Regions from separate parts of the Danio rerio genome. Here region 2 is linked to region 1. Evidence: chromatin contacts called from public Hi-C data. All regions are on one chromosome and are shown on one strand. The core of a region is the stretch at or near the end of the contact, and the rest is flanking DNA. Distances in the headings are between cores, read along the strand shown. Region 1 holds the start of meis2a (Meis homeobox 2a). Region 2 holds the start of cdin1 (CDAN1 interacting nuclease 1).

Evidence for each region. Hi-C and Micro-C count contacts between places; a contact is called where the count stands out from the background.
Region 2: a contact with region 1 is called in a Hi-C map of hematopoietic stem cells, with 2.1 times the contacts expected there. The contact joins the promoter of cdin1 here to the promoter of meis2a in region 1. A contact is called at or near these places in 2 of 18 Hi-C or Micro-C datasets (embryo and hematopoietic stem cells) and 2 of 4 datasets of contacts at active chromatin or transcription factors (embryo and gastrula embryo).

Annotation. Positions count from the first base shown.
Region 1 is chr17:58,952,786-58,958,444 of GRCz12tu, reverse strand. meis2a (Meis homeobox 2a) reads right to left here and starts at 2,179. Exons shown (of 13, transcript NM_131896.1): 1 at 2,032-2,179; 2 at 1,537-1,757; 3 at 1,065-1,206; 4 at 801-851; 5 at 269-319. The coding sequence starts at 2,043.
Region 2 is chr17:59,194,270-59,199,928 of GRCz12tu, reverse strand. It overlaps cdin1 (CDAN1 interacting nuclease 1), which reads left to right and starts at 3,482. Exons shown (of 13, transcript NM_001076722.1): 1 at 3,482-3,588; 2 at 4,684-4,801. The coding sequence starts at 3,552. It overlaps LOC141378393 (a long non-coding RNA gene), which reads right to left and starts at 3,369. Exons shown (of 5, transcript XR_012392955.1): 1 at 3,188-3,369; 2 at 1,621-1,661; 3 at 1,218-1,321.

The sequences.
Region 1 (5,659 bases), core at 930-3,429:
AACGCGCTGGACATAATTTAGCAGAAAGTATAAAAATAAATTAATTTAATAAATACGAATTATTATATATTATATATTATTTTAAAATCAAAGATAATTTTAACATGGTTTTAATAGCAATCTAAATTTGTCCAAGATTATAATTGAATTTGAGCATCAAAATATAACATCTGAATCGTTCAATTAAAATAAAACACACCACAAAATCACAGTAAATTCGCCGGAAATATTTCTGAAAACACATAAATCCAAATAATTAAATGATTACCTTTTCTAACTCCAAAAGATGAAACCGTAATACTTGTATGGCTTGTATCATCTGTGGAGAGAAACCCAAGCTGTTAGCCGTGTCAATTCTTTGCATTTGAAATTTACATTTAATTATTTATTTTTTATTTTGAACATGCATTTTAATTTTTAATATTCGTTGCGTTATATTACAGTGCACAAACTTATCCAACCCCAAAAATAAAATGACATAAAAATAAGTAATGTTAAAAATAATCAGTAATGTGGCGGAGAAATAACAAGCAATTATTTTTGGATGTTAAATAAATCGCCGCTATATTAACTGGCCTGCGTGAAAGTGTTAACGGTGATATCAACCCCATAATGAGTGACTTATTTCACACTAATATTCCCCACTCCAGACCGCTGTGAGGGTCCCACTTCAAACAATCCTGTCACACATCAAAAATCCTCGTATTTGCTTTTACTATCTCCAAATCCGACGAAAGAAAATAATAAAAAAAATACTAAAGATAGTCTCTTCTTAAAGACAGTCTGATTTGTGTCCTTACCAAATTATCCAATTCTGGATTCGAAGAAAATAAAGGTTTTTCAGCGCGGACCTAAAACACACACACACACACACGGGAATGGAGGTTAATAGCAATCGATGTGCAGCAATTCAATAGTAAGATTTTAATTATGCATTAAAATTCAAATCGTTGCTAATCTGGTTTAAGTGTAGAAAAAGCGCCGATTTAATGCGGCTACTTAGAACTTCCAAGTGTAAACAAAACAGAAAGTCTTCGGGTGGAAGTGTTGCAGCGCGTATGGACCTGTTTGGCGAAGACAGCGATGTCCTCGTTGAAGGAGTCCGAGGAGCAGACGTCTCCGCCGGCCACCCCGGGCTCGCGGGGAGTGCATGTGGCCAGCTCGCACTTCTCGAAGACCAGAGCCAGGAGAGGAAACAGAGGATGGCTGCAGAAACAACAACACGCCAGCCTTTTAGATCTCAGCCATGTCAATGCACAGAGCAATAATGAGCAAAAACAGACACGCGAAACAATCAGTAATAATTCTGCAGAACTCGGAAGTCTCGAAATCGCGTCGGGGTTTGGCGATCTGAGCAGATTTGAACTTAAAGCGAATAAAAGTTTGTTGAGGCGATTCTGAAATAAATCAAAGTCCAAAGCGTGGATTCGCTCCCAAAATCCCGAGGAGAAAAGTTCCTCGAAGCTGCGGGGAAAACGTTAGCAGAAATCGAAGCGGCTCTGGAGTCCGCGGATCCGATTTTAATGCGGAACTCACCCGTAAATTTGATCTTTATCCCTCTTTAACACGTCGTTGACAGCTGAGCCCATGCTGGTGGGCATGACATTGGGATGGGGGGCATGTGTGCCGTAATGCTGGCTGGCGTGGAGCGGCGGTCCGTGGTTCAGATGGTGGACCTGCGGGAGCGGCCGAGGCGCGTGTGGATCCCCGTACATCCCGACCCCGTCCATGCCGCCGTAGTGAGCCAGCTCATCGTACTGCAAGAGAAGCAGAAAGTCAGCAAGAGCACAGAAAAAAGGAGACAAAGAAGCGAAAGTGTGCGAAAACGCGAGGAAAGTCGTGCAGTTTGCCCGTAATTACCAAAAACATGTTGAAGTTGTAAAAGCGCAGCGAGCAAAAGCAGGAGCCCGGAGCTCAGGATATTCCCAGCAAAGTGCGTCAGGCTCAAGTAGTTTTGCGCGTGCGGCGACAGTCGAGGCCTGTGATAGATAGTGCATTGGTGGAGGTGAGTGTTGGAGATTTTAAACCTACCCTTTGCGCCATCAGCCTGCGCTCCAATAAACCTCTGGATCTGTGTCGTAGATTTAATTTCCCAGTCCGCTCACAAACTCATGCGCCGCAAAGATGCCCCCTTTTTCGAGCCGAATTCTCTCCTATTCTCCAACACGGACGAGCGCGGGCATCGGGAAGAGTTTTGCAATTATTCTTCTTTTCCTCTTTGCCCCCCAGAAAAGAAAGGGAAAAAAAAAGTCAAGCACCAAACTGAAGGTTACAGCCGGCCCATCAACAACCTGCATGTAACTAAACTGTCGTGTCTCATGGCTTTTTGCCACTCCAGCTGTCAATCAAAGCCAGAGGTTGTCAAGGTAATGAATGAATGATGGTTGGTGATGATGTTCGGGAGAGGATGAATCTTTTTAGAGCCCCGTTTTCATCCCACAAGTCCCTGTCTCCTTTATGCCTCCGGTCCGCTTTCTTGTTTTATTACTACCACTACCACTGCTGGAGTGTAGCGAGGAGGATTTAGACGAGGAAAAAAGAGGGAAAAAGAGAAGAGTTTTTGAAAAGAGAAATGCGGCGGTCTCGTGCGCGGTCGGAGATGAGTGAGTGTCAGTGAGTGTTGGCAGGTCGGCCGCTCGCTCGCTTATAGAACACAGTGAGTTGAGCTGCGCGCATCGGCGGGAGAATGAAATGACGGAAGCCGGAAGTGGCGCTGAGCACAGCCAGTCCTGCACGAGCTCCACGCCAAAGCCTGCGCGAGAGGCGAGCGTCCAGTGCGCGAGGGGGGAGCCACGCACAAAATCCCACTCACAGAAAACGCGCTCAGAAAAAGACGCGACAGTGCGCTGGGCAGGCGGCCAACGCGTTATTAAAACTGCGCTGTTATTGCGCCTGGAGAAAACAAAGTCTTGCGCACTTTGCGCGTTTTAAAACTACAACTGCAGCTAGATATCAAGTGTCACACTCACAACGAGCCACCCCCCCCCCCCCTCTTTTTTATCTAGACAACTAAACTTTTCCAAAGCTGCATCAACTCCTCGGGAATGTCTTTAGTCACAAAAATTGAAACGCGAGCCGCGCGCGCTCCTCAATTATCAAAGAGATCATCAATCATTAGGAACTCTGAAGTTTCAGAGGAGGAGCGATGATATTGATTGTGCTACAGATGGCCCCTAAACACCACAAACAGACCCTTAAAACACCGCTCCTCATCAATGATCATATAGCCAGCCTGCGTGTGCATATCGCCGCGCGCGCGTGACATCATCATCATCCTATCGATCCGCGTTTATGCATAAATGTCTACATTTAGCGCTTGTTTTGTTGTCCAAATTAACAATTTGCGGGTTAGTGGAGCAGAGCTCGGCGGCAGAGAGGTCAGCACAAAAGCCGACGCCTCGACTTTTTAATCAAGCCGGCAATTAAAAAGAGGATTTTCGTAAATGCAACAACTGAACTCTGTTTATGACAGAGGGGAGGGAAGAGCATGCACGGGGAGAAAGTGCACGGGTTCACTGTGCAATAGCGACTGCAGTGGACACAGAACGCGTGCATGTCTGACCACTGCTTTAGCGCGAGGACGACCGGAGAAACGCACGCGGTAAGTCCAACGCAAACACACAGAAAGCTGAGGACGAGCGCGGCGCATTCTGCTCAACCACACAACCTCTTCTGGAAATTATATATAAAAAATGCTTTATGATCATTTATTTATGTATTATTATTATTGTTATTATTATTATTATTATTATTATTATTATTTCAACAACTTTAAAAATAAGTACAATTCTAAATAAGTACAGCTATAATAAATGTAAATATAATTTACAAGAACTATTAAATGTTGTGCATGCTTTCCAACAAGTGAAATAATACTTTTTCATGCCTACGAAAGTGCGCACATTTCGGTTTTTATTACACTGATTCTCCGCTATTTAAAAAAAAACACCTTTTCCGAGACAACATCTAGGCTAATTGTGTCACACACTCAAAAAATATATATACAGTTTATAAAACACGCTTTTACTTTCAAAATAGATATGGGAAATATCAAACCCGCCTCTTATTTCAGTTACATTAAAAATAAATACTATATTGATTTTAAAATAATCTATTTAAAAGCTGTAAATAAGTGTTTTGAACAGGGGTCCACCTAAAAGATGGCATTAACAGACGGTAAAATTTCATCTGCTGGTGTCAAATTGAGGTCATTTTAGGGTTAAAGCTCTCCATGTCTCTGCCCAGCTGCGTCGGGGAATGCATTTCAACTACAAAACCTCTTTTAAAAGCACTTCCTTTAAACGTAAATAAATTAAATAAAACTATTACAGGAATTACAATGTAGATGCTTAATGCAAAACACATCTCGGAGGCAGATCTTTTTGTATCTTTGCAAACAGTTTCATTTTCAACATGAAAGAAAGTCTCATTATTTAATCCGATAATTCCGATGTAAAGTTATTTGCAGTGATTATTAAAATATAGACGCACTATAAACACATTTCTACAGAACAACAGGTCACAAAAGGCGGTAGTTTATAAATGCGTTTAATAAATATATAAGTAAATAAATAAACAACAACAGAACAACACTAACACTTGATTCGCGCTTTTCATTCGTGCGTTTTAAATCAACTTTAAATATTTAGTCTTAAAATTAATTAGGATTTAGATAATAATAATAGGCCTATGTAGGCTATTTGCAGATATTCCTCTTTGATTCCAGTTCTGATGTGTGTCTGCATGTTTCCCCCCTCGCAGCTCTTGTTCTACAGTGAATATTTATGTTAAGATAATCATTCCTCTGTTTACCGCTTTAGCTGCGTTTAAACTCTCCCTGACCTTAGGGAACATGTCATGCTAGTCCCCGAAGGAAGGCTGAGGAGCGCCAGTGTTTGTAGAAGTTTCGTGAGTAACTGTAAATTCTGGTGTGCGAGGAAAAGGCGCATTTTCCTTCTTGCTGTTATTCTCACGGCTCTGCGAGACTCTCCGCCGGCGTGTTTCTGCGCTCTGCGGCGCTTTAGCGACACCTGCCGGAGCAGATCTGCGCCTCACTGCAGCCCAACGCACAGCCTTATTCAATTTAAAATGTAGAAATGCTAAATAAATAAATAAATGATTTTGAATAAATTGCATTTTAAGAACTATGCTGAGCGGTGGCCAATTACGAAGGGCGAAATAAACCGAGAGTTCGACAACATTTTTTAAATGCTTCTTTTATAATGCGTGATACTTTAATGCGTTACTTAATGCGTTATTTAATGCCCCACCCTATGCTTTAAATTCAGAATTAAATTTATTAAATTATTAAATACTTTTGACGGGCCCATGTTGTTTTTTCTCATCTCTGAAATGTTGAAAAATGTGTATTTTCATCATTGAAATTATATTTATTATTTAGTTTTTGAAAAAAAAATACATTTTAAAAATGTAAGATCATGTCCAAAAAGTAGTGTATGCACATTATAACTGCTCTTTATTATTGCACACGCGCACAAACAAAAATGCAGGGTTTTGAACCCGATGCTGGTGCAAATCTAAACTTAAATTACATTTAAATTACACCTTTTAAACCCGACGTTTTGACCCATCCCAAACGACTCATTAATGATAGGTTAAATCAACCCATCATTTTAGAATGTATTGCAATTAAAAGCTT
Region 2 (5,659 bases), core at 2,233-4,732, 240 kb before region 1:
TTAAATTACAGAATTTTACTGTAAAATAACGGATATTAAATTACAGAAATTTATTGTAAAATAACGAATATTAAATTACAGAATTTTACTGTAAAATAACGGATATTAAATTACAGAAATTTATTGTAAAATAACGAATATTAAATTACAGAATTTTACTGTAAAATAACGGATATTAAATTACAGAAATTTACTGTAAAATAACGGATATTAAATTACAGAAATTTATTGTAAAATAACGAATATTAAATTACAGAATTTTACTGTAAAATAACGGATATTAAATTACAGAAATTTACTGTAAAATAATGGATTTTAAATTACAGAAATTGATTGTAAAATAACAAATATTAAAGTACAGAAATGTAAAAATACAGATTTTTTTTACAGTTTATGTACACACACACACACACGCACGCACGCACGCACACAAACACACACACACACACACACACACACACACCCTCTGATCTGCTTTTACATCCATTGCTCTGATTGTATCGCTGCTATACACTGATTCAGTGATTCTAGCACGCACACACACACACACACACAGATTCCTCCGAGGTGAAGGCCGGCAGTGACTGACCTCCAATCAGACTCTCAGATGTCTATCAGAGCCTGCAGGAAACCCACCATCAGACATCCATTCACAGAACAAAGGTCACACACTCGTATCACACACACACGCTGTGGCTCCTTACACACACTGGATTACAGCAGAGACGTTTAGTCCCGACTGTTATCACACTCTTACAGCACAGCACGACCACAGGAGCCATCTCTACACACATACACACACACACACATACACACGCACACACGCACGCACACATGCAGGCACGCACGCACACGCATCATATATTTAGTGTATTGCCTTATTGTTTAAACAGACGTGTACAAAACTGTTTATGTTTAATATAATATATTATATTTTAAGTTACCCACCCACCCCCTTCCATAAACCCAACCCACAGCGTTTTCAAAAGCACCGATAGACCCGCCCACCTCCTTCCCTAAACCCAACCGACAGTGTTTTTAAAGGCACTGATTGACCCGCCCACCCCCTTCCCTAAACCCAACCGACAGTGTTTTCAAAAGCAATGCAGAGAAAGAAAAGTCCTCATCTGATTTTGACCACATTTTCAGATTTTACCACGTTCTCACCCTGTTATTTGCTTGTTTATTTATTATTTTGGCCTTTGTTTTTGTCTTACCTGCTTTCTGGAACCGTTCTTCACTGGACTTGAACCCTTTCGTTACAGTCAACTCCTCTCTGCATGTCAAGTCTGCCAAACTACGCGGCGAGCCACTGGGCAAACTGGTAACAGTGGAAAAGCCGATCACATGGAGGCAAAATTGTGTATCTTCATCATATATTGAACATCAGCATATCTTTCTAATGGAAATTTTGGAGTAAAAGGATCTTATAAACATAAGGAACATTATTTTTAAGAGCACAGAGCTGGCTTTCATTTGCCGAAATGCAATTTACCAGTCTGAGGTGAAACTATAGTGAGGTTTATTTGAACACGCTGCTTTATGTGAGCAGAATTACAGACTTATATTGTGAATAATAGTGAATCAGCACGCCGTCAGAATGCAATGGATCAAACTTACATAAAGAGTGTCCAGTTGTGCCTCCAGACAGATTCTGAGGGCTGAAAGGAGAAAAAGAAACTAGAATTAAAATGCATTAACACAGTGAGAGGTTTAACAGAGCTCTGAAACACATTCACTGACCACTGCGGCACATTTATGATGTGAAACAAACACAAATCTGACTGACAGGTGTTAAGCATGCGTCAGGAAATGTTCAACCAAATTAAACCTTTATATCTTCATATTATATTCATATTTCTATATTGCCAACGGTCACTTTGATTATCAGACTGTTTGTATCAAATGCTGAATGTGTCAGTTTCTTAGTATAATGATATTATGATAATTATGTAAATTAAGCTTCCATTTATGAATTTTTTAAAGATGAATATATATATATATATATATATATATATATATATATATATATATATATATATATATATATATATATATATATATACTCAATAGCAATGCAGTTACTACTCATTTCTAAGGTAATACTGTATTATTGTTATTTAATTGACCTGAGCTGAAAAAACTAGCAATAATATACATGTACTAACTAATAATGTATTACTAACCTTAAATAACGGGAAAAAAACATTTCATGTTAATGCATTTATACTCATATCTAAGGTTAAACTGAATGTTAATGTCATTTAATTTGTCTGAGCTGACAAAAGCTAATAATAATATTCATGTACTAATTAATACAAAATCACGAATGTGACGAATGTGACTTAAATTTACTTAATGCTACTGCATTTATTACTCGTATTTAAGGTTATACTGTATGGTAATGTTATTTAACTGACCTGAGATAGAAAAAAACTAGCAATAATCTACATGAACTAACTAATAAAGTATCACTAACGTTTCAAAATTGAAAAAACACTTTATGTTACTGCATTTATTACTCATATTTAAGGTAATTTCAGTATTGTTTTCACTAGTAGAATACATTATTTTAATAATTTGTATATAGGTTGTATATGTTATGTTATTTGTTGTCTCTGTCACGGACATAAGCTAACAAAAACTAGCACTAATCTACATGTACTAACTAATAAAGTATTACTAATGTTAAATACTTAATGTTACTGCATTTATTACTCATATTTAAGGTTATACTGTATATTAATGTTTTTTAACTAACAAAAACTAGCAATAATCTACATCTACTAATCAATAAGTATTACTAACATTAAATAACTGAAAGGTACTTAATGATACTGCATTTATTACTCACATTTAAGGTGATTTCAGCATTGTGTTCACTAATAGAATACATTATAATAATAATTTGTGTATAAGTGGTATATGTTATGTTATTTCTTGTATCTGTTACAGACCTAAGCTAATGGAAACTAGCAATACACATTAATAAACATCATTTTTATTAACTAATGTTAACATGCAAAGCTGTTAAGATGTTTTCATCTCATTGTAAATGTGACGTCAGGCTACAAGTAACGCTTATGTAACGCTTACATTAATGTAACGTTAGTTTATTATTATTGTGTGACGTCAGCCTTCGCTACTAATACGCGCTCATGAACGGCTGTAGCGTAATTATACTTACAACAATGAAGCGATATGATTAAACTAAACTATCTGATTGTAAACTGAAAGTGAAAGACATCATTTGTTAAGTTATTCCCCGTTACGAGTGACTTATTCTTCATAGCGCGTTATAATAAGCCCATCATTGAAGTATTTCTCCTCAGCATCACACAGGAGGCTCACCATCGCAGTCCTCCAATCGCCGTCCGCTATACTCAATGACAACAGTCACCGTGGGCAATCAGGAGCGTGTTTACATTGATCTGCCGTTTGAACGCGTTCGCGGGAGTTGACTAGGAAGTGACGCTGTTCGGTCGCGTGTGCTGCAGAACTGGAGCTTGTACAGTGTTATTGGTGCTGTTTGTGTTGCAGAGTTGTGAAATATGGATGCAGTGTCAGGCGGCAGCGCCACAGGAACAGGTAAAGTACTAATATACAGTACTGCTGCACTGCGTGTGTGTTATGATCTGTCAGTGTGTGGTTGTGTGTGTTTGTGTGTGTGTGTGAAAGTGTGTGTGTATGTTATGATCTGTCAGTGTGTATGTGTGTTGGTATTATGCTCTCTGTGTGTTATGATTTGTATGTGTGTCTATTTGTGTGTTATAGTGTGTGTGTTTACGTTTCTCTCTTTTGTGTTTGTTTGACAATCTCTATGTGTGTATGTGTGTGTGTGTGTGTGTGTGTGTGTGTGTGTGTGTGTGTGTTTGTTATGAGCTGTTTATGTGTCTGTCTGTGTGTGTTATGATCTCTGTGTAAGTTTATATTTGTGTGCGTGTGTGTGTGTGCGTGTGTGTGTGTTTGTGTTACTTTTTCTGTATGTGTTAGTGTGTGTGTGTGTGTGTGTGAGTGTGTTTGTGTTAGTGTGTGTGTGTGCGTGTGTGTGTGTTTGTGTTACTTTTTCTGTATGTGTGTGTGCGTGTGTGTGTTTGTGTTAATGTGTGTGTGTGTGTGTGTGTTTGTGTTACATTTTCTGTATGTGTTAGTGTGTGTGTGTGTTTGTGTTAGTGTGTGTGTGTTTGTGTTGCGATCTCTGTATGTGAGTGTTAGTGTGTGTATGTTATGATCTCTTTATGTGTTTGTGTGTGTTTGTGTATTATGATCTGTGTTTGTGTGTGTGTGTGTGTTATGATCTGTGTGTGTGTGTTTGTATGTATGTGTGTTTGTGTAATGATCTGTGTTTGTATATTTGTGTGTGTGTTATGATCTGTGTTTGTATTTGTGTGTGTGTGTTATGATCTGTGTGTGTGTGTGTGTGTGTGTGTTTGTGTAATGATATGTGTGTGTGTGTTATAATCTGTGTTTGAACTTGTGTGTTTGTGTTATGATCTGTGTTTGTGTGTGTGTGTGTGTGTTATGATCTGTAAGCGTGTGTGTTATGATTTCTGTGTGTGAGTAAAAATATCAGTATCCTCTTATCACAAGTACTCAACAACAATATTGCAACTATTTACATTGGCAATCAGACTAAAGTGTGTGTTTGTGTGTTTGTTTGCGCGTGTGTGTGCGCATCTGCAGGTGAACAGGTGAATAATCTGAGGATCTGCAGGGCAGAATACAGGAGCATCAGCAGGTTTGTGGAGCAGCTGCGTCCCACACGGCAGTGCATGAAGACCCTGCAGACGCACTTCACACAGTAAGAGCATCTGCGTTTTACACACACACACACACACACACACACACACACACACACACACAACTTTTCAAAGAACTTGCTGTCTTGCTGGACTTTAAAGAGGGATTAATATTATGGCCTAATTAATTCATACCAGCCTTTAAGAAAGTATTCACTTTCACTGCTACTACAGCAAAATGAAGGTAATGATGACGCTCAAGTTTTAAATGCTGTGCAGAAACACAACTTTAGTACTGTATGTGCAACAATGCGCTGTGTTTACAACACTGGAGTCTGTATTCTCCATGTTCAATCACTCACTCTCTCAGGATTTATCATGTCTTTGAGGTTTTGTTTTGGCAGATTGCTGGAGAAATGCTGTGAGCTGCACTTGTGTAACTTATCATGAGTGTGTGATTCTACTGTGATGCTATTTCTTTTACATGTTCGGGTTTTGCTTTTTCCAATATTTTGGTTTAAGATGTCTGCAATGTCTGATATATTTGCACCATCATAACACACAGATGAGGTGAAGACAATCCCTCCTGTAAAATGTACTGTAAATAATTCTTTAAATTCTTTCTGGTTTAACGGAGAGAAAACTTTTCCAACACATTTTAAACATGACCGTATTAATAACTGATTTATAATAATGCATGGATTTTGGTGACAGTGCATACTATTTCACTAGTTACTTTGCAAGACACTAGTATTCAGCTTAAAGTGACGTTTAGAGACCTAAATAGGTTAATTAGGTTAGGCTATTAAATGTATAAGACTGGTTTGTTCTGTAGATCAGTGTTTCGCAACCACGTTCCTGGAAGACTACCGGCTTTTCCCATGTCTCCTTCACTCAACACACCTGATTCAGATTGTCTG